Linked DNA regions of Oryctolagus cuniculus: region 1 is linked to region 2. The links are chromatin contacts, called in public Micro-C maps. All regions are on one chromosome and are shown on one strand. Each heading gives the region's core, a stretch centred on a gene start, on an enhancer-like site or on the middle of the called end of the contact. The rest is flanking DNA. Distances are from core to core; before and after follow the strand shown.

The links. A called contact is a pair of places that touch in the nucleus more often than the background predicts.
Region 1: a contact with region 2 is called in a Micro-C map of ear pinna, with 6 times the contacts expected there. The contact joins the enhancer-like site here to the promoter of GNB5 in region 2. A contact is called at or near these places in 2 of 6 Hi-C or Micro-C datasets (ear pinna and an unstated tissue).

What each region holds. Positions count from the first base shown.
Region 1 is chr12:74,927,096-74,934,696 of mOryCun1.1, reverse strand. It overlaps MYO5C (myosin VC), which reads left to right. Exons shown (of 41, transcript XM_008268992.4): 12 at 436-576; 13 at 2,801-2,926; 14 at 5,025-5,108. Among named protein-coding and RNA genes, the nearest start is that of MYO5C, 44 kb to the left of the region's middle. Within about 2 kb of position 1,281, at least 1 of the 8 cell types and tissues checked has an H3K27ac peak or open chromatin away from gene starts, as enhancers often do.
Region 2 is chr12:74,868,420-74,875,121 of mOryCun1.1, reverse strand. GNB5 (G protein subunit beta 5) reads left to right here and starts at 4,701. Exons shown (of 10, transcript NM_001082170.1): 1 at 4,701-4,812. The coding sequence starts at 4,701.

The DNA of each region.
Region 1 (7,601 bases), core at 32-2,531, 63 kb before region 2:
GGGCTGTTCTCCTTGCCTCTCCCCTGCCTGGCCGCCCGCCTGCCAAACTCTCCTCCTCCTCCAGAGGGAGCCTGAGCCACATCTTCCAGGAAGCCTCCCTGCTACCCTCACAGCCCAGCAAGTAGCAAAGGCCTCCAAGTTGGGTTCTCATCCTGGCCTGCAGCCAGCCCGGCTGCTCCAGCTCAAGTCTGGGCGTGTCCCCAAGCAGCACTGGGGCAGAGAGTGGGGAGCAAGGCAGGGCTCCGGGACCACGCTGGGTGTGCTAGGAGGTGGGGACCTACTCAGACCAGGGAGGGGGTGGCCTGTGCCCCAGGGTCCCTGTATCTCAGCCTGCACATATCACGGCCACCATTGCCGCAGGTTTTTCCAGACGCTTGCGTCCTGCTGTTCCGAAGCCCTTGGTAATACTGGCTCTTACTTTCTGTCTTGACTCAGCATGTCTTTAAGCTTGAACAAGAAGAGTATATGAAGGAAGATATCCCTTGGACTCTGATAGATTTTTATGACAATCAGCCAGTTATTGACCTGATTGAAGCAAAAATGGGCATTTTGGAGCTGCTGGATGAAGAATGCTTGGTAACTTTTTCAAATATTTGGGTTCTTTTTCAACTTCTAGAGCCTTGTTTATTGGAAAGGCAGAGTAAGAGAAGAGGAGACACACAGGGAGAGATCTTCCACCCTGTTTCACTCCTCAAATGCCCACCACAGCCAGGGCTGGGCCAGGCCGAATCCGGGAAACTAGAACTCCAGCTGGGTCTCCCACGTGGGTGGCAGGTGCCTCCCAGATACATTAGTAGCAGGGAGCTGGATCAGGAGCAGAGGTCAGCCTCGAACTAGACACCCTGATGTGGGCTGCAGCTTAACCTGCTGTGCTACAGTGCCTGCCCCACTTTTTGAAGCTTCTGAGTATTAACAGATGAGCGTTTTGTCAAGTGACTTTATGTTTAGAAGCCTCCTTAAGAAGTCTTGGTGGCGTTGCCCACTTGGTCGGCAGGAGCCTCAGAGGGCTGGGGACCCTCCCGCCGGGAGCACTGCCCCTGGGCAGCGCACACCACCTCTTAGCTCTTAGGTAAGACCCAGCAGGGAGATGGCCCTTAAGGCTGTCTCCAGGTGTGCGTAGGGGACCATGAAAACGGCAAGTGACTCCGCTCCAGCTGTTACTGAGTCATGGGCATTGATTTTCTTTACTTCCTGTTCTTGTGAGTCACCCAGGAGGTGCAGCTGAAAAGCCAGCATCCTGTGACTGGGGAGATGTCCCCGGGCACTTTCTCTGTGTCATTCCCCTCTGGGAGGGGTAACATTGTCTCAGGGCAGCCGGGCTGTGGCCCCAAGAACAAACAGCCCAGGAAGGTTTAAGGCGTGTCTTTTGATGCTCAATCGTGGAATTTCTCCCATTTCCCAATACTTATTTGTATAAAAATCATCGTAATGTTGAAAGCTTGTGGGTGATTTCTTCCTAGAATTCTCCATTCCATAGCTGTACTCACAGATTCGCCTTTCTGGGGTCACCTGTGTTTGATATAAGTTCAAAGACAGGTGTCCACGCCCAGCGTTCTGGAATGTTCTACAGGGGTAGGGGTGCAGAGATCAAAGGAGCCCCTAGGAAGTGTGTGTGTCCACTTCACCCGCAGGTGACCACTGTCACAGTGAGGTAGTGCAGGGGTCACTGAGACACCCTGGGTGCTGTCAGTCACAGGGTCGGGCTGAGTGCAGTTGATGGTTTCACATTCACTAGAGTTCAAGGGCAAGTTTTGCAGCTGACTTAGTTGCAGAGGTAAGGCCTTAATTCAAGGGGGTGGTTAGGCAGGTAAACCAACGAAAATGGTTTTCCTGAAGGGGTGGGGTTGGAGGGCTACGCTCCAGTGCAAGGAAGAGTTATGTTCACAGAATGGAATGCGTGCTGTGTCTTCCTGACATAAAGTACTGCCTGTCTTACAGAAGTAAAATTCTTCATTTTTTAAAAAGATTTATTTACTTGAAAGGCAGAGTTACAGAGAGGCAGAAGCAGAGAGAGAGAGAGATCTTTCATCCACTAGTTCACTCCCCAAATGGCCTCAATGGCCAGAGCTGGGAGGTCTGAAGCCAGGATCCTGGAGCTTCTTCGAGGTCTCCCATGTCAGTGCAGGGGCCTAAGCACTTGCCATCTTGCACTGCTTTCCCAGGCACATTAGCAGGAAGCTGGATTAGAAGTGGAACAGCCGGGACTCATATGGGATGCCAGCGCTGCAGGCCGGCCCCAAATTCTTCAGTGATTGTATGGACATTTCCATTTATCTAGAATGTTTTATTGTTCCTAAAAGACATTGATATGCCCGCTTAAAGGTCACTTATTATGTACAATTATTATTTGTTGACTACTTATTTTAAAATTACCCTAAGGATTGGTAGGATAAGGGACAGATATGCTTAGAGGAGGCCTCGGTCTAGAGCAGTTCCCTCCGAGGTGGCAGGTCACCTGCGTTTTGGAATTAGTGCTTTTGGTGGATGGTGTTTGGCTTAGCGGTTAAGACACCCGCATCCCATAATGGAGCGCCTGGGTTTGATACCTGCCTCTGACTCCTGACCAGACCCAAGGGGTCTCTGCCACCCATGGCCGAGACTAGGACTGACTTCCTGGATTGGGCTTTGGCCCCTGTGCAACCCCGGATGTTGCAGGTATTTGGAGAGTGAACCAATGGAAGGGAGAACGCTCTCTCGCTCTCTCTCTCTCTGCCTCATACAAATGCATTTAAAAATTCTTGCTTTTCTATTTTTTAGTTCTCGTTTCTTACTTGCTATTTGGTGTGCTTTTCGTTCCCAGTTACCACATGGAACTGATGAAAACTGGCTTCAAAAGCTGTACAATAATTTTGTCAACAAGAACGCTCTGTTCGAAAAGCCTAGAATGTCGAACACATCCTTCATCATCCAGCACTTCGCTGATAAGGTACGGTGAGCGCGCCGAGCCACGCCGTCTGCCCGGAGCTGGAAGCGTCTCCAGGGGGCGGGCAGGCGGGAGCTCCACCACAGACAGCGTAGGCTTAGCCTGCAGGTCGGAGGCAGGAGCATGCGCGTGGCTGCCTCTGGGTGTCTGAGGATTCTTTTGTTTTAATGACAAAATACCCGACTTAGCGTTTCCTGTGAAGTCGTAAACCTCTTAGCAGTTAGTGTTTGCGATGCTACTGGGCTCATCGAGGCAGCGTGACTGTTCCTACGGTGAACGCTGTGTCTCTCCCGGAACTTTCCGTATGTTTTAGAACGGGGATGTATTTATTGTAATAACAGCATCAGTTAAGAGGATGGGTTTTCTAGGAAATACTTCTTTTCTTTTATATATGCCTTATGTGTTTACTAAACAAACACAGCTTTTATTAAAATAAATTGTTTTAAAAATCACATTATAGAAGAAACACAGATAAATCGCCATGACTGCTTGCTGTCAAGGCACCGGCTCATCATCTTCTTCACCTCCTCCCCTCCGTCCACTCTCAGCTGAGCGTGGCTCTTGTGGCCTGCCCAGGGCCTGCCCAGGGCCTAGAGACCAGGAAGAGCTGTCACTCATCCATCGCAGAGACGAGTGCCCTTGTCAGATCTGCTGCTGCTGCCCCAGGTGGTGGCAGCGGCCTAGAGAGCTGTGATCCCCCTGTAGGCTCTAGGCACATATTAAATGAGATAGAACTGAATACTTAGAGCTTCCCAGAGGAGCTATAGAAAAGGTACCCGTGGAATGACTGGTGCTGTCGAAGTACGCGCACCAGTAGTTGTCTTTTAGAATGTCAGGGTTCTGGTCTCATAGGGAAAAGGAAGAAAAGACCAGATTCCACCAGTAAACATGTGGGGTCTGTCTAGTTCCAGGGTCTGTATGTTGAATTATCTCACCTGCTACTTCCAAGAAGCCCCCCCTTAAAAGAACAAGCGGCGTGGTGGATGGACGATGGGTGGGCGGGAGTACGCCTCGTGCTGTAGCTTGCAGGAGCTTCTCCACCAAGGTGGCCCCAGGAACGGGGTCATCTTGAGGACAAGGCAGCTGTGCTTGGGGGTGGCGACCCCACCCACCGCCCCTCCCTCCCAGAGTCCCCAGCTGCAGCCCCGTGCCAGGGCCCCCCGGCCAGGGCAGCTCTAGAGTTGCCCCACCTTCCCTGTCGACACCTCTGGCTCTCACCACCATTCTAGAAGACTGTACCAGTGTCCACACACTCCCTCCACCGGGAGTGCCTACACACAGCCAGGGCTCCCGGTTCTTACCCACTAGCAAGGACACCCTACCCATCGCGGGGAGCAAAGTGAGCCCAGATGCCAGCACCCACAAAAGCCTGTTTGCTCATAGCCAGTTTTTTAAAATGAACTTTCTCACAAGTTTTTTTAACTTGTGAAAAATGCCCATCCCGTATTAAAGCCCACAACCCCAAGACATGCCCTGTGGGGATCTGGACGTGAGCGGCCACCCTGGAGGGACTCTGGGAGCCTCACTGATCGGAGAGGCTTGCAACTCTCCAAGTTCTAAGTGAGACTCAGGCAGGACAAGCACCTGCCCCGACCCCGACTTGGAGGGCTCAGTGGCCCTTGAAAGCCCGGCGGCCAGCTGGCCAGTTCGTCTTTCCTTTCTACCATGTTAATGCTGGCCTAGGAACACAATTTCCTTCTTCCTGGTGGCTTCCAAGGCAAATTGGATGCCGTGAGCCAGCTCTTTGTTGTCACCGCACACTCTGCAAGGCACAGCGGGTTACCTGGGGCCAGAGGGAACCCACAGGCCAAGGCAGGGTGGCCCGTGGCTAGCGAGACTCCAGGCAGGGGAGAGCCTGGCTCTGGGAACCCACAGGCCAAGGCAGGGTGGCCCGTGGCTAGCGAGACTCCAGGCAGGGGAGAGCCTGGCTCTGCGTGGGCAGAGCCGTCCCCAGCTTTCTGAGCTCACGTATTGTGAGCTTACTGTGGAAAACACAAGGGAATCTTTTGGGGTGAGATTGCCTTCATAGCCTCTTTATTCCCCTTTCTTTCCAAGCAGTTAAATGTAGACGTTGTCTGCTGTGGCCTCTCTCTCTGCCCAGGTGGAGTATAAATGTGAAGGTTTCCTGGAGAAGAACAGAGACACCGTCTACGACATGCTCGTTGAAGTCCTGAGAGCCAGCAAGGTTGGTGAGGCCTGGGGGGTGTCTGCTGTTACTCATGACGTCACTGACAGTGACGTGGATCGGCATGTGTCACAGAGAAGAGTAACAAGCGTGCGTGTGCACACCAGAGTGTGGCAAATGGTCCGGGCACTGGCAGGGTGCAGCTCAGAGTCCAAAAAGTAAGCATTTGGGGGCTGGCACTGGGGCATAGTGGGTAAAGCTGCTGCCAACATCCCATATGGGTGCCGGTTTGAGTCCCAGCTGCTCCACTTCCAATCAAGCTCCCTGCAAATGGCCTGGGAAAAGCAGCGAGGGATGGTCCAAGTGCTTGGGCCTCTGCATGCACGTGGGAGATGTAGAAGCAGCTCCTGGCTCCTGGCTTCAGCCTGGCCCAGCTCTGGCCATTGCAGCCATTTGGAGAGTGAACCAGTGTATGGAAGACCTCTCTGTAATTCTAACTTTCATATAAATAAATAAATAATCTTAAAAAGGCATTTTAGAATTGAAATGACAATAGGTTTCTCTCTCTCTTTTTTTTAAGATTTATTTACTTGAAAATCAGAGTCACAGAGAGAGAGAGAGAGAAGTCTTCCATCCGCTAGTTCACTACCCAATTGGCTGTAATGACCGGAGTTGCGTTGACCCAAAGCCAGGACCCTGGAGCTTCTTCTGGGCGTCCCATGTGGGTGCAGGGGCCCAAGGACTTGGGCCATCTTCCACTGCTTTCCCAGGCCATAGCAGAGAGCTGGATCAGAAGTAGAGCAGCCAAGTCTTGAACCAGCACCCATATGGGCTGCCACTACTGCTTCACCCAATACACCACAGTGCCAGCCCGGCAATATGTTTCTAGCATCTGGAAACCTTGTAAATCACTTCACACAAAACCAGAGATCAAATATGCAAATGACAGGGGGAAGGGCTAGATAACATAACCAATGGGGGTTGGGGGGTAGGAATCACAATTCATGTTTTGTTCATTCATTACCACATATTTATATAGTCGCTACCTGTGCCAGGTACTGACCTAAATTCTGGTTCACCAGCAGTGAACCAGGCTGGTTCTGGTTCCTGGCCTCATGGAGCTCACATCCTAGAGTGAGAGATGTGTGAGGAATCCCACCCCCCAACAAATAACCCAGGGAGTGAGGGGTGTAGGAGTGGGGCTGCTGCTGTAGCTACGTAAGGTTCTGGAGCACTCAGCCCTATGTGATGGATGGTGTCACCAAAAGACTCACTAAGGCTTTCTCTTTGCCACCTCAAGCATTCCACTATTAAAAGATTAAACATGTTAGGCCGGCGCCGCAGCTCACTAGGCTAATCCTCTGCCTACGGCGCAGGCACCCCCGGTTCTAGTCCCATTTGGGGCGCTGGATTCTGTCCCGGTTGCCCCTCTTCCAGGCCAGCTCTCTGCTGTGGCCCGGGAGTGCAGTGGAGGATGGCCCAAGTGCTTGAGCCCTGCACCCCATGGGAGACCGGGAGGAAGCACCTGGCTCCTGGCTTCGGGTCAGCGCAGCGCTGGCCGTGGTGGCCATTAGGGGAGTGAACCAACAGAAGGAAGACCTTTCTCTCTATCTCTCTCTCACTGTCTATAACTCTCTGTCTCTCTCTCTCTAACTCTGCCTGTCAAATAAATAAATAAAAAGATTAAACATGTTCATACATAACCTTCGTTTTTGCGATGATTTTGTTACTACATTTGTTTCCCCTCTTTTAAGAGATCCCAGTTCTTTGCTGATGTGCAGGCTTTTTGACAATTTCCCAGATGAGCCTTGGCACTTGGCACTTGGCACTAATGATCACAAAAAAAGGCCAGGCCATGACCACTGCAGTTATTAAATCCGACTCACGATACGGCGTTTATCCTCCATGTGGCCTGCCTCTTCTCTACATAAGTGGCTGACTTGATTCGTTCATTATTCACTCAGCCCCATGCTTACCCTGGCATCCACTGTGGAAAGTGAAAGCAGAACCTGCCAAATCTCAGACGGTCTCCACCGAGTGCACCTGCCAATGGAGATGGGAATTTCAGATTCATTCATTCCCCAGGGCCATGCAGGGTGTATTAGGGAGGGTTCTGCCAGGAAGGACACTGCCAATGTCTGCTTTGAAAGAACAGAATATGAGATTCACTCTGAGAGAAGAGATTTCAAAAAATAAATGGGGCGAGGCAGAAAGCATAAGGTACCTCAAAGAGGTACACATCAAAGGCGAAGAGAATCCAGCGCAGCTGGGCGTCACTTGTGTTGGGCCACCAGGGAAGGTACAGTGAAGGGGGTGGGACTGGAAACTCTGAACAGAACCTTGATCGACAAGTAGGGGTTGGGTCTGCAGGGACGGGAATGTGGGTGGGAAGGCGGAGAGACAGAGTGGGAGCCCAGGCTCCCTGTGGGAGTTATAGTGTTTCTGCTCCCTATAGACAGGCATCCCTGGAGGGGTCCTCTCTGTTCCCATTCCTGGGAAAGACGCCGTGGCTCATCCCTAGTGAAGATGACCTTCCTGTGTGAGAGCTGGCGG
Region 2 (6,702 bases), core at 3,452-5,951:
TGAACTGTTGCATTAGCTATCCTTGCTTTTTTCTCCACATCTCCTTCCTAAGGCTGCTGCTGCTCCTGCTGTTGCAGCCACTCACCTGGCAGCATGACCTCCAAGGTGTGCTCATATTTCCAGTCTTGAGCTCTCGGCACAGTTTCTTGTAAGTCTCCTGACAACCCTGTGAGGCACAACTTCAAGGTCTCCGTTTGACATATGAAACAGATCTTCTAAGAAGTCAAGTAACGGGGCCAGGATGTGGGCAACCAGAGCTGCAGCTGCAGGCCCCGGGAGGTTTGGTCTGCCTGGGCTGGCCACCTTCCCTGCAGGGGCCTGGCCGGGTCAGTCCGTGGACTTCTGTGAGAACAGGTGAGGACTCTGCTTCTCAGCTGTTCCATCAGTCGAATGCTGCGTGGCACGTACTCAGCCTCACGGCTTCGGCTGGGCTCAGGCTCTGCCACTCACTGACGTCTGTCTTCCAAAGTTCGCCCTGAGGGAAGGCACGTTTTGAAAAGTGTTAAGTTCAAGTCTCCATGACAACAATGGGTTTCATGTGCAACCCACACAGAATGGACACCAAGCTACAGAGCTCAACGGGGTGCCTGCCAACCTGCTGAAACAGCCCGGGCCAGGTCAAGTTCGGCAAACCTGGTGTCTGAGCTTTCTCCCTGAGCAGTGAGTGGGCTGAGCTGCCCCAGCCTGTTGCAATAAGGGGAAGGTTGGACACGAACCCCGTCTACCTGACCCAGCCAGCAGGGACCCCGGCAGCCCCCAGAGGAAAGGGAGAGGTTGGGGAAAACTGCAGCCACTGGCTCTTCTCCCCACCCACTCCACTCCCCTCTGCCTGTTACTGTGTTACAGCCTCCTCGTGGGTGAAGATGTGCGATCAGACCTTCCTGGTTAACGTGTTTGGCTCCTGTGATAAATGTTTCAAACAAAGGGCTCTGAGGCCCGTTTTCAAGAAATCTCAACAACTCAGCTACTGTTCAACATGTGCAGAAATCGTAAGTGCGACTTTTTTCTTTTTATAAGTATGGCAGTAGGTGGTTTTAAAATTTTTATTTATTTATTTGAGTGGCAGAATGACAGAGAAAGGGAGAGACAGGTCTTCCATCTGCTGGTTCACTCCCCAAATGGCTGCAATGGCCAGAGTTAAGCTGATCTGAAGCCAGGAGCCAGGAGCTTCTTAATGAGTCTCCCACAGGGGTGCCATCTTCTAGCGCTTTCCCAGGCCATAGCAGAGAGCTGGATTGGAAGTGGAGCAGTCGGGACTCGAACCAGTGTCCATATTGGATGCTGGCACTTCAGGCAGCAGCTTTACCCACTATACCACAGTGCTGGCCCCCCAAGTGCCACTTCTTAAAGCTTTGAGGGTGACTTGTCTTAAACTGGTGTTGCCTGAGAGTGCTGCTAACTGATGAGCTGCCCAAGAGCTTACAGGGTACACACATTTCCCGTGCGCCAGAGCTCGGAGGCACAGTCAGTGCAGAGGCCCAGGCAGTGGCCCCGGGGTCCACAGTTCGCGCCTGTCTCCAGATGGTTCAATAACAATGGTCACTGGTAGTGTGAGGGTCAGTCCATTTGCTTAGGAGTCCAAGCAGAAGCCTGCAAGCAAGTGCTCATGGAATGTTTGCACGGTCATTATTTCCTAGGGCTAATTCTTTTTCCTCTGTGGGCTTCTGCTTGGCAGGTGACCAAGCTAAGAGGCTGGAAGACAAATCTTGAGGGCACTTTTCAGGGTCCCTGTCCCAGCTGCATGTAGGTACAGCTCGATGGAAGACTCGCGGGATGAATTATACAGGGATTCAATAGTGAGTACAACGCTCAAAGAGTGCTTTCTAAGCCTTCAGGGAGATTGAGGAAGTGAAGACAAATGCTGGTGCTTTTCAAAGTACACAAAATCCAGTCCTCTCCAGAGGTGGCAATGCACAGGCTCCAGATCTTGCAGCAAAAAATAACGCACAGCATGGCTGGAGCCTTAGGAATCTGATTGGCAAAGCTAGGTTTCCATCGAGCAGCTCGGCAGAGCCCCCACCTGGTGAGAAGCGGTAAAGCACTCTTTCCAAAAACTTCCCGAAAAAGCCCTGAATCTTCAACAAATTGCAAAACCACACATCAAACACAGGAGAGATGGTGTTCGCATTTCATCCAGCTGAAAAGGAAAAGACATTTTTTATCCTCTGGTTCCAGTGTGATTACATTTTTAAATAAATCCTATAAAACAAAGCAAAGCAAAGAGTGCAAGGTGGCGTCTAGAGGCTTGGAGACGGCACAGTAACCCTGAGGTCTTGTCAGGCTCTGTCTGCAGGGCTCTTGTTCTGCCCTTGGCTCTGCAAATCGCGAAGCCGAGGACACCTGGGGAGGGCTCCCCCTACCTGCTGTTTGCTAATAACAGCGTCCTCCGGGAGCTGAAGGAGCCCAGCACCCCAGAGTTTGGGTCCACTGAGACACTGTGGTTTCTCCCCAGCTCGGAGGCCCTGCCTGCAGATCCTCTTTCAGGAGATGGTGACCATCAGGGGCGACAAAACAAGATAGGAGACAGCCAGGGATGGACAGCTGACTGTTCACAAAGGTGCCAAGGCCCCTGGAGGGGTATGGGGGTGGCCCCGTACCGCCCTGTACCCTGCAGAAAGATGGTGGGCCACGGCCTTCCCTCGATTTCTAAAAAGGAGTTAGCTCCCGGGCCGGCGCCACGGCTCACTAGGCTAATCCTCCGCCTTGCAGCGCCGGCACCCTGGGTTCTAGTCCCGGTTGGGGTGCCTGATTCTGTCCCGGTTGCCCCTCTTCCAGGCCAGCTCTCTGCTGTGGCCAGGGAGTGCTTGGGCCCTGCAGCTGCATGGGAGACCAGGAGAAGCACCTAGCTCCTGGCTTCAGATCTGCGTGGTGCGCTGGCCACGGCGGCCATTTGAGGGTGAACCAATGGCAAATGGAAGACCTTTCTCTCTCTCTCTCTCTCTCTCTCTCTCTCTCTCACTGTCCACTCTGCCTGTCAAAAAAAAAAAAAAAAAAAAAAAAAAGAAAGAAAGAAAAAAAGAAAAAGGAGTTACCTCCCAAGTGCAAGAAGGTGTCCTGCAAACCCAGCCTGGCCACCGAAGGCCACACAACGTCATCTCCAGGTGGCACCCCCCCCCCAAGGTGGGTGGATGCTCGGCTCTGCCTTAGGCGGAGGACAGCCGGGGGAGGGCATGCCCTCGTGTGAAGCAGGCTGCCCAGCCTTGGTCAACACAGACACACAGACCCCCAGCCACCCACCACATCTCATGGGGGTCTGACAGGTGCAGCCTGAGGGTGCAGAGACGCTGCTGCCATGCCGAGATGGCCCCTGGGTGGGTGTCTGCCACGACCCAGTTCTCACTCTCGCTCTGCTGTGTCATCAGGCTCCGGTGTGATGGCAGCCTCAGCCGTAACAGGCAGAGAAGGTCCTGCCTGCTCCCTGCAGACCAGGAGCCCCAGGCTCAGTGGAGGGACGGTCCCAGGCAAACAGCACAGCCAGGATTTGTCCCCCCCTCCCCGCCCCCACCGGCAGGCTGACTCATGCAGAGCCCTTTAGCACCTCGAACTCAGAAACACACATTTTTCCTTTTCTGTTTTACTTGTATACTGACATGAACAGTCATCATATATAAAAACACATGTATTAGTTTGAGTTGAAACGACATAGTTTATATAGTGATCTTTTATCAATTCTGTTTTGCACATCCATTTAGTAAAGTAGCATTAACTGAGCACCTGCTGTATACCAGCATTATGCTCAACGCTGCAGGAAACCACAGATCAACCTGTACCCATGCAAGGGAGCAGGCAAGTGGCAGCTAACAGACATCTGCTGTGTACGCAGAAGTCTGGGGAAGGTTTTCCTTCCCACGGCAACCGTCGGGTGCAGGGTTCCCAGAGAAGGAAACGGCAGATCCCAGACTCGAACCTGCACCACAACTGTGGATAGATCGAGGTAGATGATTTCCAGCTGTCCTGGGACAAGCAAGGAGAGTCCGGGTTCTCAGGGAGGCAGGAGCACCGAGAGAGTGGGGGCAGCACCCAGGAGTCTGCTTGTCGGGGTTCACTCCAGAATGCGCTGCCTTCCCATTTCTGCGCAACCCATGCCCGGTCACAGAGGAGGGCCCCGGCAGAAGGCAGAAGCTGGGTCACCCACGCCAAGTCCACAGGTCTGCTGGAGCCAGACTGCCTGGGGCCACATCCTGCCGTGCCTTCTTTCTAGGAGTGTGACCCCTGAGTGCTTAGTGAGCCTTGCCTCCCGATTGTCCACCATCTTCGGCAGGAGCCAGCTGCAGTCCCTCAAGCTCCTGATTGGGGGAAGGGGCGGGGAGTGGGGAGAGGAAGGGCTGCGTCGCTGTCCGGTAGCACACCACGTGCGCATCCGCTGGCATGTCACCTAGCATCTCCGAACCTCAGTGTTCCCACCGGTGAAATGGGCATGACACTCCCTCCCCCGCGGGGACGCGCGCAGCCGCCGCAGCGCGGCCAGGGCGCCGGGCGGTGCGCCAGGGCGCGCCCGCAGGTGCAGGGGGCGCGGCGGGACGCGCGAGCTGGCGCGGGGGTCGCCGCCTCAGCCCAGCCGTAGCGGCGCGCGTCACGGCCGGAGGGCGGGGCGGCGGGGCGGCGCTCGGGGCCGCGGGACCGGGGCTGGGGCTGCAGCGCCCGCCGCGGCTCGGCGCCCGCTCACCGCATCCCCGCTCTCGCTTCCCTCCGCGCCGAAGATGGCAACCGACGGGCTGCACGAGAACGAGACCCTGGCGTCGCTCAAGATCGAGGCCGAGAGCCTCAAGGGCAAACTGGAGGAGGAGCGGGCCAAGCTGCACGACGTGGAGCGTGAGTGCGGGCCGGGCCGGGGGCGGGGGCGGCGCGCCGGGAGGCGGGCCGGGTGCACAGGGCAGGCTGCGGGCGCGCGCCGGCGCGGGGAGGGAGGCCCCGGGCCCGGCGCGCGGGCGAGGCGAGGCGCGGGGAGCGGCGCCGAGGCCCGCCTGGGAGGCTCGGGATCCGCGGGCCCGGTGGCCGCCGCCGCCTGCCCGCCGCGCTGGGATGGCATCCCCGCCGCTGCCGGGCGCGGCGTCCGGGGTGACCGCGCGGCCTAGGCTGAGCTCGGGTTTTGTTTGCATCGTCGGCTTTCTGCAGCGCTGTGGCGTCCCTGGCCGAGGACCCAGACTGATCCCGAAGCTGTTTTTCGCCAATCTCAACCCACTCTCCTTAGGGGGCGGGAGGCGGATGGGGGAGGGGAAGCCGAGGAGCTCAGCGGACCCAGCCATTTCGGGCGTTTCTGGCCACTTCCAGAGCTTTTGGATAGATGCGCGTGGTCGGCCCAGGCGGGCAGTGGCAGCCCTGTTTGAACGTGCGTTGTTACTGCCCAGCAGCTCGGGATCGAGAACCGGCTCTGGGCTGGTGGATGAGTGCACGCGACAACAGCCAGCTTCGGTGGCCTCGGCCCCGTCGGCTGTCCTGAAGTGGCAGCTGGCTCGTCCCAGCCGAGGTGCAGCCCAGGGCCAGGCTTGGGGAGGTCGTCCTACCTCGTCCTACCTCCTCGCTCTGCAGCCCCGGGGGTGACTCGCTGAGCAAGGCCTCCACGAAGTGCCTGTGCACTCCCGCACCTTGTGCCTGGGCTCCCCTCAGCGCCTTTAGCGTTCCATTCTGTTTTTGGAAAATCACTTGGTGGAAACAGATGACCTGAATCTATGGCGTGCTATGTTTTCCTGGTGGGCGCTCTAAGCTCCTGTGTGGCGAATTAACCATAAACCCCAAATAGGTAGGCAAATTGCAAGTTAGTTTTCTTTCTTTTTAAGCTCTATTTATTCGAAAGGCAGAATTCCAGAGAAGGAGAAGCGGAGAGATCTGCTGGTCCACTTTGGCCAGCCTGAAGCCAGGAGCCAGGGGCTTCATCTGGTCTCCCCCGTGGATGGCAGGGGCCTGAGCACTTGGACCATCTTCTGCTGCTTTCTCAGGCTGTGTGAGCAGGAAGCTGGGTGGGAGGTGGAGCAGCCTCAATTTCAGCCGGCGCCCATGTGGGGTGCCAGTGGCACATCGCCCGTCACAGGAATTAATTTTCTTAATTGACAGCTTTGGTTCAGCTGCCCAGTGCACCATCAGGAAACCTGGTTCCTTCTGCCTTCTGCATACCTCCGAGCACTGGCATTTGCCACATAGTTAAGATATGCTTGCCACAGCGCCAGACATTTCTTCTAAATCCCAGGCAGGAAGAAGTGGGTGTGACTGTTTGCTCCTTCTTTTCAGGACAGCAGCACTTTGCCCAGAAACTCTCCTGTCTCCTCCCAAGATTTCTGTGGGCGCTTCGCAGGCAAGACCAAGGCCACGTGGCCGCTGCAAGGAAGGCTGGGAAAGGGAGAACTGGCTGGGCCAAAGCTGGGTCTCTGTTACCAGGAGAGGAGTGGGGAGTGGGTGTTGAGAAGCGTGAGCTGGGGCTGCCCCGTCTCCCCGTGCAGGTTTCTGCACTGTGCAGGTGATGACCTCAGTACTGGCCGTGCTGAGAAGTCCAGGGACCAGGATCCCCGCCCCGGCAGGCCGAGTGGCGCGTCTGCTTTCCTTCTTGTTTGTTTTGTTTTTGCCAAACTGCTTTAGCTGGATGCAGAGAACGTTCTTCAGAAGGGCAGTGGTCTCAGGGCTGATGCAGTGCAGCTGGATCCCGGATGGGCACTGGTTTGGGTCCCAGCTGCTCCACCTCCAACCCAGCTCCCTGCTCATGCACCTGGG